Regions from separate parts of the Macaca mulatta genome. Here region 2 is linked to region 1. A link is a contact called in public Hi-C data. All regions are on one chromosome and are shown on one strand. The core of a region is the stretch at or near the end of the contact, and the rest is flanking DNA. Distances in the headings are between cores, read along the strand shown. Region 1 has its middle 85 kb from the start of RPA1. Region 2 holds the start of RTN4RL1 (reticulon 4 receptor like 1).

Region 1 (6,634 bases), core at 2,384-4,883:
AGATGGAGGCACACCCGGCACCTCCAGGCACCTGGGGAGAGCACGGGGAGGTGCCCGACGCGCCTGGCTCCTTCTCTGAGGGAAGGCACCTCTGGGCATGCCTGCCTGGGCAGCTCCTCCTGCCCCTTGTGCATTGAGAGGGGGAAGAAGCCTCTTGCCTGTTTACTCAGCCCACAGGGCCCAGGCTGCTCCCAGCCCCACTGGGCAGGCCCTGTAGGGACAGTGGCAGTAGGCAGTTAGCCCTGTAGCAGGGAACTTGCCACCACCATCCCTATCTGGCGCTCTCCCTCCCCTTCATTCTTTCCCTTCTTCTCTCTCTACCCCCTTCTCTTTTTTTTTTTTTTCTCACTCAGCCTCTCTGCTGAGTTCTGCATCGACATCAGCACTTCCAAAAACAACAACAAAGGAAAGTAGGTCAGCGGCGTGCCGGATCGGAGCTGGGCCCCGGTGCCAGCTGAGTCCGGGGCTGCGGCCCATCTCACGGAGAGCCGGGGGCGCCCCAAACTCTGCGCCACAGCCTGGCACATGCAGCTTGGTTCCTGCCCTGTGTTCTCAGGGGGAAGGGGTAGGTATGCGTGCGTGGCCTGTGTGTTGGCATGCTGGCTTACGGACGGGGCAGAGTTGGGGTTTCTGCACCGAAGGCAACACTATGTACACTCCATACAATCCTTCTGGTCTTGGTATGATAGAACTGGGGGTCAAGAAACCCAGGGTGCACATGCCTGCAACTGGGACTGGGATCCAGCCTGCAAATGCACATTGATTGACATACGTGTGTGCACGAGCCTGACAGCACGGCCTTCTCAGCCCTCTCCCTCCAGAGCTTCACGCATAACATTTCCTCGGCTCTCTATGGTCACGGAACTCCCAGTTCTACTTGAAAGATTACCCAACATGCTAATTGGGACTCCTGCTATGATTAAAAAGAAATTTCAGATTGGAGCCACCATGCCATAGAGCTCAGGAAGAAAACAGCTCTTTATAAACCCAGCAGGAGCAGGCTTCCGTTTATTTATCTTTTTTTCTAACTTTGAAAGAAATTGCATCTTGATGTTGTCTGGCCCACAGTGAGTGACTCAAGTACAAATAGTCACCAGGTCAGGCCCAAACCGTAAAGAGAGGGGCACGCAGGAAGAGATAAAATTACAGCCTCTTCCCCCGCCCCCGGCTTTTTAATAGTAACCGAGTTATTTCTGTAAGCCTAGATCCTGCCTCGGCTAGCGCCTTTGGCCCCCTGACCTGGGAGATGCTGCTGTTCCATCTGGGTCAGGCTTCACCCACGATAAAGCTTTTATGAGTAGCCCAGGGGGAGGAGCACATTTTGTTGTTGTTGTTGTTGAGGCGGAGTCTCGCTCTGTCGCCCAGGCTGGAGTGCAGTGGCCGGATCTCAGCTCACTGCACCTCCCGGGTTCACGCCATTCTTCTGACTCAGCCTCCCGAGTAGCTGGGACTACAGGCGCCTGCCACCTCGTCTGGCTAGTTTTTTGTATTTTTTAGTAGAGACGGGGTTTCACCGTGTTAGCCAGGATGGTCTCGATCTCCTGACCTCATGATCCGCCCGTCTCGGCCTCCCAAAGTGCTGGGATGACAGGCGTGAGCCACTGCGCCCAGCCCAGGAGCACATTTCAGTGAAGCTCCCTGAAGTGATTAGCTCTGGAGGTCCCCCGAGGAGGCTGCAGGGAGGGAGGATTTAAGCTGTGGTCAGTAAGAGGCAGCCACAGCTATGAGAGCAACACGTCTGAATGATTTCACCGCAGGGCTGAGCTCATCGTGTTGATACTTTTAGAGCTCATTAGCTTGGGGAGGGGCTGGCATGCTGTACTGGGTCCCCTGGGGATCTGACCTCTCAAAGCAGCTCTTCTTGGATCAACAGGGAGGAAGTCCTCCTAACTCCTTTTCTGCTTCCACCATCAGCACCAAACACCCATCCCCTAGTGAAGGTTTTGAAACATTAACCTGGAACCCAAACCCTCTTAAAAGGCAGCCATTTGACTTTATGAAAATAGGCCGGGCACGGTGGCTCACGCCTGCAATCCCAGCACTTTGGGAGAGTGAGGCAGGCGGATCACCAGGTTTGAAGATTGAGACCATCTTGACTAACACAGTGAAACACCCTCTCGACTGAAAATACAAAAAACTAGCCGGGCGTGGTGGCAGGCACCTGTAGTCCCAGCTACTCGGGAGGCTGAGGCAGGAGAATGGCGGGAACCCAGGAGGCAGAGGTTGCAGTGAGCCGAAATCACGCCACTGCACTCCAGCCTGGGCGACAGAGAGAGACTCCGTCTCAAAAACAAAAAAGGAAAAAAGAAAAGAAAAGAAAACATCTCCCTAATGTCAGCTTCATTAAAAGATGTAACAAAAGAATATCAATGTTTGCTGATAGAAGAATATAACTGTCGGCTGGGCGCGGTGGCTCATGAGTGTAATCCCAGCACTTTGGGAGGCCAAGGCAGGCAGATCGCCTGAGGTTAGGAGTTCAAGGTTAGGCTGGTCAGCATGGTGAAACCCTGTCTCTACTGAAAATACAAAATTAGCTGGGCGTAGTGGCAGGTGCCTGTAATCCCAGCTACTTGGGAGGCTGAGTCAGGAGAATTGGTTGAACCTGGGAGGCGGAAGTTGTAGTGAGCCGAGATCACACCATTGCACTCCAGCCTGGACAACAGAGTGAGACTCTGTCTCAAAAAAAAGAAAAAGAGAATGTAATTGTCTAAGGGTAACAGGCTGGTTATTGCAGACACTTATCTGCAAATAATGGAAGGCAGGTAATGAAGAGGAAGGAGGCCGTGCGCACGGAGCTGGCACAGGTGAGCAGAGCCATTGGCCAGAGTGGTGTTGGGTCGGGGCTGGGCACAGCATAAGGCAAAAGGGCCACACTGCCAGACTCCTCCAAAATCACCATTCCCAGAGTTTCTGCATTCCACAGAGCAGTAGGGTTCCAGAAATAATGTGGAGGGCTTGCCTTGGGTTGCCAGCATTTTGTTTGGCCAATGAGAGACCCCAAGACACAGCAGCTGCTATGCACCAGTCCTGTTGGTTCAGAAAAGAAATAAATATACATATTTTTAAGACAGAGTCTCACTCTGTCACCCAGGCTGGAGTGCAATGATGCGATCTTGGCTCACTGCAACCTCCACCACGCGGTTCAAGCAATTCTTCTGCCTCCGCCTCCCAAGTAGCTGAGATTACAGGCACCCGCCACCAGGCCTGACTAATTTTTTTGTATTTTTTGTAGAGACGGGGTTTCGCCATGTTGACCAGGCTGGTCTCGAACGCCCGAACTCAGGTCATCCACCCGCCTTGGCCTCCCAAAGTGCTGGGATTATAGGCGTGAGCCACTGCGCCCGGCCAAAGAAAGATCTTTTTAGAACACCCTTCTCCCTCCCCAAACCAAAGGAAAAAAAAAAAAAAAACAAGGACATGATTTCAGAATAAAGGATTATCTTTAGATGGAATAAATTTGGCTTAGCAAAAACTCCCTACATTAATGTTTCGTTGCAAATCGGTAAAATCGCAATCACAGGCTCCCCTTGTCTCCAAACTAGCATTTGGAAGCCAGTGTTCCAGAGAGCTTGGAGCCTGCCAGTTGCCACAGCTTTTAGGATGACAAGGAAGCAGATTGCCTGGGTTTAAAATTCCGTTGCCGGCGTCTTCTGGAACCAGCCGCTCCATCCATTTCCCCCACTCCCTCCCCCCATTTTCCTTGTGTGACAGAGTGGAGGCGTAGACGATTGGGTTGAAACCAAATTGGTCACAAGGACAAGCTGGTCAAGAAAGACATTTTCCGCCGCGGCCTTGGCTGTTCCACAAGCCAGTTCTGCCAGGAGAGCCGAGAACTCGTCATCCCCAGGCAGAGCGCCACCTACGTGCCAGGTGGGGGGCGGCGTTGCGGAGGGTGAAGGGAAGGAGTCTGGGCCAGTTCTCAGCCTTTTTCAGGATCTGATGAAAAGGCCGTGTGGGGCCTGCATGCACCTGTGGGCCGAGCTAACAAGGCAGAGGCAGGAGGTTCGCTTGAGCCCGGGAGTTTGAGACCAGCCTGGGCAACAGAGCAAGACCCCGTCTCAAAAACATAAAATTAATTAATAAATAACAATAATTAATAATAAAGGCCGGGCACAGTTGGCTCACACGTGTAATCCCAGCACTTTGGGAGGTCGAGGCAGGTGGATCACTTGAGGTCGGGAGTTTGAGACCAGCCTGCTAACATGGTGAAACCCAACCCCTAAAATACAAAATTATTAAAAATACAAAAATTAGCCAGGCGTGGTGATGGATGCCTGTAATCCCAGCTACTGGGGAGGCTGAGGTAGGAGAATCAGTTGAACCCGGGAGGCGGAGGTTGTAGTGAGCTGAGATGGTGCCACTGTGCTCCAGCCTGGGCAACAGATTGAGACTCTATCTCAAAAAAATTAAAAAAAAAAAAAAAAAAAGCTTTTGGCCTGGCACGGTGGCTCACGACTGTAATCTCAGCACTTTGGGAGACCAAGGTGGGCGAATCACAAGGTCAAGAGATCAAGACCATCCTGGCTAACACAGTGAAACCCCGTCTCTACTAAAAATACAAAAAATTAGCCGGGTGTGGTAGCGGGCACCTGTAGTCCCAGCTACTCGGCAGGCTGAGGCAGGAGAATCGCTTGAACCCAGGAGGCAGAGGTTGCAGTGAGCCGAGATCATGCCATGGCACTCCAGCCTGGTGACAGAGCGAAACTGTGTCTCAAAAAAAAAAAAGAAAGAAAGAAAAAGAAAGCTCGCTCTGGAAACCTGCACATTCCAGGGGCCCTGCATTGAATTCCAGGAGGTTTGTGGACACCTCCTTCTTCATCTCCCCAACCTTGTTAGGGGGATTCTGGCCATAAACCCTGCACCTGGGCAAACACTTCTCATTTTCCATTTCTCAGTTCAATGATATAATGATGTTTAAAATCCTTAAGTTTCATTCAGAAATATCCAAGAAAAAAAAAAAAAGGACTATTCCTTCCTTTGTGCCTCTTGGAAGCTTTATTTTTTTCTTTATCAAAATTGTTTGAATATGTGAAAACTTTACCTAAATAGGTAAAATGAATATCATTAACTGAAAACAAAAAATATATATGTTTGGAGCAGAGGTTTAATAGACAAAAGAAAGAGACAGGAGAAAGGTAAACAGCTCTCTGTCTCTAGTGAGAGAGAGGGAACTTCTGACAGGAAAAGGCCCAATTTTTTTTTTCTTTTTCTTTTTTCAGACGGAGTCTCCTTCTGTCGCCCAGACTGGAGTGCGGTGGCACCATCTCGGCTCAGCAAGCTCCGCCTCCCGGGTTCAAGCAATTCTCCTCCCTCAGCCTCCTGAGTAGCTGGGACTACAGGCGCCCGCTACCACGCCCGGCTAATTTTTGTATTTTTAGTGGAGACGGGGTTTCACCATGTTGGCCAGGATGGTCTTGATCTCTTGACCTTGAGATCTGCCCACCTCAGCCTCCTAACGTGCTGGGATTACAGGCCTGAGCCACTGTGCTAGGCCCCAATTTTTTTTTTTTTAGACGGAGTCTCGCTCTGTCACCCAGGCTGGAGTGCAGTGGTGCAATCTCAGCTCACTGCAAGCTCCGCTTCCCGGGTTCATGCCATTCTCCTGCCTCAGCCTCCCCAGCAGCTGGGACTACAGGCACCCACCACCATGCCCAGCTAATTTTTTGTATTTTTAGTAGAGACGGGGTTTCACCGTGTTAGCCAGGATGGTCTCAATCTCCTGACCTCGTGATCCGCCCGCCTCAGCCTCCCAAAGTGTTGGGATTACAGGTGTGAGCCACTGCGCTCGGCCAATATATATTTTTTAATGGCGAACTAACAGGGAGTTACACAAGATATTACCATTAAGGGAAACTGGGTGAAAGGGCTCCAGGACCTCCCTGCACTTTCTTTTTTTCAGCTTCCTGTGAACCTGTAATAATTTCCAAATAAAAAGAAAAAAACTAAGACACATTGTAAAACGTTGTAGTATCACCTAGGATAAATCGATACAGTTTTTAAGCCAATTTGCTATTAGACCATTTAAAATTGGAAACAAAATATTAAAATCCATGAAAATATTCCAGATAAGAAAAGTAGACGTATTTGATTGAAATTAACATGAAAATTTTACGACAATTTTTCAAATGAGTAAAAAACAGTGAAAAGAAAATATAAATTCCAAGGACAGTCCCAGGATTCACAAAAGCTCTTGAGAAGAGGCCCAAAATTGCCACTAGGCCCAGCTTTTTTTTTTTTTTTTTTTTTTTGAGTCGGAGTCTCACTCTGTCACCCAGGCTGGAGTGCAGTGGCAGGATCTCAGCTCACTGCAAGCTCCGCCTCCCGAGTTCACGCCATTCTCCTGCCTCAGCCTCCCGAGTAGCTGGAATTACAGGTGCTCGCCACTACGCCCGGCTAATTTTTTGTATTTTTAGTAGAGACGGGTTTCACCATGTTAGCCAGGATGGTCTCGATCTCCTGATCTCGTGATCTGCCCGCCTCGGCCTCCCAAAGTGCTGGGATTACGTGAGCCATTGTGCTGGCCTATTTTTTGTGGGTTTTTTTGTTCGTTTGTTTTGTTTTTTGTTTTTTGTTTTTTGTTTTTTTTTTCTGTAGCTCGAGAGTCTATGTTGCCCGGGCTGGTCACAAACGTAAG
Region 2 (6,634 bases), core at 2,046-4,545, 110 kb after region 1:
AGGTGCGGTGACTCACACCTGTAATCCCAGCACTTCAGGAGGCAGAAGTGGGCGGATCACTTGAGACCAGGAGTTTGAGACCAGCCTGGCCAACATGGCAAAACCCCATCTCTACTAAAAATACAAAAAATGAGTCAAGCATGGTGGCGTGCACCTGTAGTCCTAGCTACTTGGGAGGCTGAGGCAGGAGAATTGCTTGAATCTGGGAGGCAGAGGTTGCAGTTAGCTGAGATTGCACCACTGCACTCCAGCCTGGGCAAGAGAGTGAGACTCCATTTTTTTTTTTTTGAGACGGAGTCTCATTCTGTTGCCCAGGCTGGCCTCAAACTCCTGGTCTCAAGTGATCCTCCTACCTTGGCCTCCCAAAATGCTGGTATTATAGCCATGAGCCACCACACCTGGCCTCTTATATAATTTTTGCTTGGAGACTTTGGGAATAATTCTAGAAGCAGACACTTGAATGGCCACCTCCCTGGGCATTAGCCTCAGGCATGCTTTTGGCTTTGGGCGCCTACCTAGAATCCATACAGAGAATCTGAGTGTCCTATACAGGTGTGCAGAAGAAACAAATCCAAAGGATCAGGATCTGGGGCCAAGAGAGAAAACTGCCTGCCCAGGAAAGAACCAACACAAGTCCTCTGTCCACACAATGTCCTAGGGGCAGTCTCCAGGTCCCCAGGCTGAGCCCAGCCTAGTGAAGGGCTTCTCTTCTCTGCTTCCTTTGGGCCAATTCAGGTGGAAACCTATCGGTGGAACCTCTTCAGCCAACCAGGCTGTGCAGGAAGGAAAAAACAGCCCGAGTAGCAAACACACGTGACTGCTAAGCCTCCAGTGGCCACCTCTTGTGCAGGGTAAGGAGGCTCCCCCCGGGAGCCGCCTCCACAATGCAATGGGCTCATCCATAGCTGGGCCTCTGGCTAGCTAGGGTGGGAGAGAAAGGTTCTTGGAGGCTGCTGGAGCCTCCCTGGGCACCTAAACCATATAAATAAAGTGCGTGGGCTGCTTGGTGGCTCATTTTTAACTATAAACTGCCAAAAGACAAAAGACCAAAAGGGAAATGAGATGTCAGTTCCTCTCCATTATCCCTATCACAGACCTGCAGCCCAGACATGGCGGCCTCTTTAGAGGTGCCCGGGAAGTCTTCCCGACTGGGGCAAGTTTGCATGCTCCAGGCCCAAGTTTCTCAGACCTGGGCTCGTGCTCAGCTCTGTAAAAAGCACCTTCTCTGTGCAAAGACACTTTGGCCAGCACTGCTCGGTTGCTGAAAGGACTTTTTGTGCCTTTCTGCAGGGAAAAGGAGGATCTGGGGTGTGTCTGCAAAGCGGTTTCTCCAACTAGCCCCAGAGACTCTTCCACACCACAGCGGAAGACAGCCAGCGTTTCCCCCTGCACTGCACCGACCCACGTGGAGGGCACAAGTCACACGCAAGTTTGTGACTCTTCCAAGACGACGGGGCAACTCAGCTTCCTCGGTCCGCCCAAGCTGCGACCACCAAACGGCCTTTACCGCCCCACCAAAGGCGTGGTTCCTCCACCCACCTGTCTGACCTGCTTATATCTGGGTCTCCGCCATCACCTCCACATCTGCTTCTCTCCGCCCATCTTAGGGCTTCGCTTCCCCCCCTCCCCCACCTCCCCTACCTCCCCCACCTCCACCCCCTCCCCGTGCGCGTTTTCTCCTTCCCCATCCTGCTGTGAGGTCAGAATCCTGTGCTTACGACACCTCGGTCTGTTGCCATGGAAACAGGGGCGGATTAAGGCTGGAGCGCGGAGCGCAGGGATCAGGCCCCTCCGCTACCTGAGCTCCCGCCTCAGCCGGCTCCCGCAGGGCCGGGGCAGCCAACCGCAGGCCCCGCGGCTTCTCAGCCTCCCGGCCGGGCCAGGCGCGGGGAGATCCCGGCGGGGCGCCACAGCCCGCTCGGACCTGGGAGGGGAGAGAGGCAGACGCAGAGGCTGGAACAGCTGGTGGCGGGGCCCGTGGGCTCCCGGCGTGATCACTTGCCCTCCCAGGGCCCGGGGGACGGCGCCCAGCGTGGCAACCACGTGGGGCCGCGGCGGAACTTCCCCGGTGCCCGCACCAACTTTGCCGCGCTCGGTACTGGGCCAGGCTGCCGGGGCGTCTAGCTAAGGTGGTCGCGAAGCCAGCTGTCCTCAAGTTGAGCTGGGCACCGGTCGCGCACACTGGCGGCACGGCCTTCGCGTCCCTCCACTCCCAGCATAAGGAAAGTTTGAGGAACTGGACATCAGGCGCTGGCTGCTCCCCACCCTCAGCAGCTGGGTGCCCAGAGCCCATCCCTGGGGATCAGAGCAGGACTGCAGAGAAGACGTCCGCGTCCGGGCCTCGTCTGGGGAGCTAGGGCGCGCGGGGAGCGCCCGGGCCGCGCGGTCACTGACCGCTGGCTGCACAGGAGCGCCGTGCGGACTCGGCCTCCACAAAGCGGCAGAAGCAAGGGCGTGTGCCCGCGCAGGGGATGGAGCCTGCAAGTGCAAAACTTTATCACAGCAAAGCAAAGGTCCCAGGAGGCCGGCTCCCCTTCCACCACCGGCCGCTCACTCTGGTCTCCGACTGACCCCTCCGGGCCTGATCTCTAGGCCTGGCCACTCGATCCATGGAGCAAACCCCGTGTCTCACAACTGGCCACCGACGGGAGCTGAGCCCCAGCAGCAGCCCCTCGGCGGGTGCGCCCGGCAAAACCCACCAGCCCGCCGGGGGCTACTTCCCGGATCGAGAGCCCCAGCGCCGGGCGGCTCCAGGGCTCACGGCTCTTTCCTGAGCGCATTCAACTTCAACTTGCCCCTGCGGCTCCAACTCACCTTTGCGAAGCATGTTGGCCACGGGGCCGCCGCTCCGAGGTCGGCCTAGGCGCACTCCCTCCCGGGGTCCAGATTCAAATCCCTGGGCGCCAGCTGCAGCTAATCCGAGCGCGTTGAGGCGGGGGCAAGCCGGGGATCCGCTCGTGCCCGGTGGCCCGGCCCCTCAGGGGCATGGTGAGCTCCAGCCCCGCGCCGAGGACACCGGCGCCCGCAAGCAACCGTGGTGCTGCCCGGCAGCCCCGCGCGCTTGCTCAGCCCCGGGGCGAGCGGCTTGCTCCGCGGAGCCGGCGGCCTGCTTCTGCCACCCGGAGCACTTTGCAGGCGGTTTTGAGGGGGGACGCCGCCCCCTGGCCGGCCGGTCGCAGCCCCCTCCTCTCCGCCCCCTCGGACCACCGCCGCCGCGGCTGCTGCAAAAGGGCGCTCGCACGCACCGCCGAGCTCCGGGGAAAGCGCCCGGCGCGCGTTTGCAGGACCGAGCGATCGGCGGAGCGGGGCGCCTCCCTTCCTCCCCCCCACCCCGGCTTCCCCCTCCTCTCCTCCTCCCTCCCTCCTTTGCTCGCTAGCTCCCTCCCTCTCGCTCCGCTCCCCGCCCCCGCTCACGGAGCGCCTCCCATACAAAATTTATGAAAGTGCTCTCAGCTCGCAGTGCCGAGCGCCGTCCTATTCCCAGGGCAGCAGCGCTCAGCCGCGCGGCGCCGCCTCCCAAGGTGTTTTCACTGCACCCGCCCCCGGGGAAGATCCTCGGCCGGCGTCCGTCCAGGCACCTGCCCCAGTCCCCAAGCCGGTCCTCGGGCCACTCCACGCCCCTCCCCGGCCCCGCAGGCCTCCCGGAGCCCGAACCCGCAGCCCAGCCCCCGCCCGCTCGCCCTTCGCGGCTGGAGGTCATCGGGAGAGGCGGCTGGGACGCGAGGACCGCCCAGAGTCTGGATCGCGAGTGCGCTCCCTGCCCCGTCTCCTCCCTGGCCAGCGCCCCTTCTCCCAGTCTCGACGGCTCTTCCCCGCACTGAGCAGCTCCAGCGAACCCGGCTGCCCCGCACCCCGAGTCCCAGGACACTGTTCTTTTGTGGGGAGAGGAGAGGAGCAAGCCATTCGGGAAGGGTCAGCTGCAAATTCCAGGGAGAAGGAAGGACCCGTGCGGGCTCGGGTGGGCTGTCTCCGCCTGGGTCGGGTGGGGGGGGTCTCTGATCTCCCTTGGTCCACACAGACCCCTCCAGGGGTTTGCGGAAAATAGAGGAGACGCCCCTTGGAAAGCGGGTCCCGCAGGGGCCTGTTGGGCTGAGGGAAGAGAAGGTTCGGGCCAGGCGAGATCCTGGGTGGAGGCGGCACCCTCTGCTGGCCTGAGATCAGAGGGATTCGAAGGGAAGGAAAAGTGGATGGACCAAGGCTCTCATTCAACACACATTCACCGAAGGCTCAGCATGTGTGGGGCACTGCCGTGGCTAAAAATTCAGCAGACGAAAAAGGCTTGTCTTTGCCCTGTCCTCAAGGAGTTTCCTTTTTTTTTTTTTTTTTTTTTTGAGATGGAGTCTGGCTCTGTCGCCAAGGCTGGAGTGCAGTGGCCGGATCTCAGCTCACTGCAAGCTCTGCCTCCCGGGTTTACGCCATTCTCCTGCCTCCGCCTCCCAAGTAGCTGGGGTTACAGGCGCCCGCCACCACGCCCGGCTAATTTTTTGTATTTTGAGTAGAGACGGGGTTTCCCTGCGTTAGCCAGGATGGTCTGGATCCCCTGACCTCGTGATCCGCCCGCCTGGGCCTCCCAAAGTGCTGAGATTGCAGACGTGAGCCACCGCGCCCGGCCGAGTTTCCATTTTAATAGGGACCAAATGAGGAAAGTCCAGAGAAGATGGGAAGATGGTGCTTAGAAGAAAACAAGCAGAATATTATTCTGAAGCTGACACAGGGGTAGGGGTGGCAGTGAAGGAAAGTTGCTCTGAGCAGGTGACATCCAAGCAGAAATCCAATTGAATCCCTCCTTGTAGGAAAAGGTGACATGATGGGAAGGTCAAAAAGGTCAGGGCTGGGCACGGTGGCTCACACCTGTAATCCTAGCACTTTGGGAGGTGGAGGCAGGCAGATCACGAGGTCAGGAGTTTGAGACCAGCCTGGACAGCATGGTGAAACCCGATCTCTACTAAAAATACAACAATTAGCTGGGTATGGTGGCATGCATCTGTAGGCTCAGCTACGCGGGAGGCTGAGGCAGGAGAATCGCTTGAACCCGGGAGGCAGAGGTTGCAGTGAGCTGAGATCGTGCCACCGCATTCCAGCCTGGGTAACAGAGCGAGACTCTATCTCAAAAAAAAAAAAAAAAAAAAAAGTTCAGGCTGGGCGCGGTGGCTCACACCTGTAATCCCAGCACTTTGGGAGGCCGAGCTGAGCAGATCACTTGAGGTCAGGAGTTCAAGACCAGCTTGGCCAGGGTGAAACCCTGTCTCTATTAAAAATACAAAAATTAGCCAAGTGTGGTGGCACACACCTGTAATTCCAGTTACTTGGGAGGCTATAGGAGAATCTCTTGAACCCAGGAGATGGAAGTTGCAGTGAGCCAAGATCACACCATTGCACTCCTGCCTGGGCAACAGAGCGAGACTCTGTCTCAAAAAAAACCAAAACAAAACAAACAAAAAAAAAGAAGGCCAGTCTGACGTATTCACTCAAACATGCATTTGGTGGCACTGAAGCTTCAGATTTGAGCTAAGGCTCTGGGCTTGGGCTTCCAGAAGCTTCAGGTGTCGTGGGAGAAGAAAGACCCACAAACCATCTTAGAGTTTGACAGAAGTCACAAAGACTGAGAAAGGGCTCTGCTAGCTCTGCCAGGGACTATGGGATAATCAGGAAACAGTCACAGAAGAGGTGCCCTTGGAGTTAGGTCTTGAGAGCTGAGTTCACCACATTGAGAAGGGGGAAGGGCATTCCATGCAGATGCTTGAAGGTGAGAAGTAACCTTGTTCTGAAGATGAATAAGATTGGTCCTTCCTGAGGACCATGGGCTCACACCTATCATCTCACCACTTTGAAAGGCTGGGGTGGGAGGATTGCCTGAGGCCAGGAGTTCGAGAGCAGCCTGGGCAACATAGTTAGACTCCATATCTATTTCAAAAAAATGTTTAAAGATAAAAAAAGATTGATGGCTGCTACTCTGGGCACACTGCCCATGGCCACAGGAGCAGTTAAAAACAACGAAAAAGGATTGGTCCTTCTTGGGGTAGGAACAGAAGGTGAGGCATTCCTTCTCTTAGCCACCAGCTGCACGGCAGTGCTGACCCCACTGCCTGCCTGAGCCCTGACACTGGGGGCTTGAGAGGTCCTCTGTCAGTACACCGAGGCCCAGAGAGGATGAACAACTTGCTCAACGTCACATCACAGATCAGCGATAAAGTGTGGGCCTGATTCAGGGACTGAATGTGGGATAATCCTCCTTCCACCTCCCCAAGCCGCCTCCCCATGACCCCCTAGCCCACAAACTCTAGCATCTTAGGAAAAGTTGGCTGGGGCTGGGCGTGAGTGTGAGAAGCAGAGTTATTTCAGGCCTCAGGAGGGCTGGGTGCTGCCTTGGAGTCCAGCCAGGGGGTGGGGACGAGTGAAGGCGGGTGTTGTGGTGGAATGTGGGGGTGCGCTGTGCCCGCCTTCTTGTCAGGCAGTAATTACTCAGACTGCTGAGTAACTCAGGCAGGGAGACCCCCACAGACAGATGGAGGTGTCCTCGGCCCAAGCTGAATGGCAGCCCCCAATGTCCTGCACTATGGGGTCTTGAGGAAGCATTCTCACATCTGTTCTTCACGTCCAGTTCTCCTAGGCATCATCTGGCTTCCTAATGGGT

The links. Hi-C and Micro-C count contacts between places; a contact is called where the count stands out from the background.
Region 2: a Hi-C map of fetal cortex germinal zone shows a contact between it and region 1, with 2.1 times the contacts expected there. The contact joins the promoter of RTN4RL1 here to the enhancer-like site in region 1. A contact is called at or near these places in 5 of 14 Hi-C or Micro-C datasets (cortical neurons, fetal cortex germinal zone, fetal cortical plate and 2 more).

Annotation. Positions count from the first base shown.
Region 1 is chr16:3,460,613-3,467,246 of T2T-MMU8v2.0, forward strand. No RefSeq gene overlaps it. Among named protein-coding and RNA genes, the nearest start is that of RPA1, 85 kb to the left of the region's middle. Within about 2 kb of position 3,634, at least 9 of the 40 cell types and tissues checked have an H3K27ac peak or open chromatin away from gene starts, as enhancers often do. A contact at or near this core is called in cortical neurons, fetal cortex germinal zone and fetal cortical plate, where this site is marked.
Region 2 is chr16:3,571,958-3,578,591 of T2T-MMU8v2.0, forward strand. RTN4RL1 (reticulon 4 receptor like 1) reads right to left here and starts at 3,296. Exons shown (of 2, transcript XM_015118194.3): 1 at 2,815-3,296. The coding sequence starts at 2,827.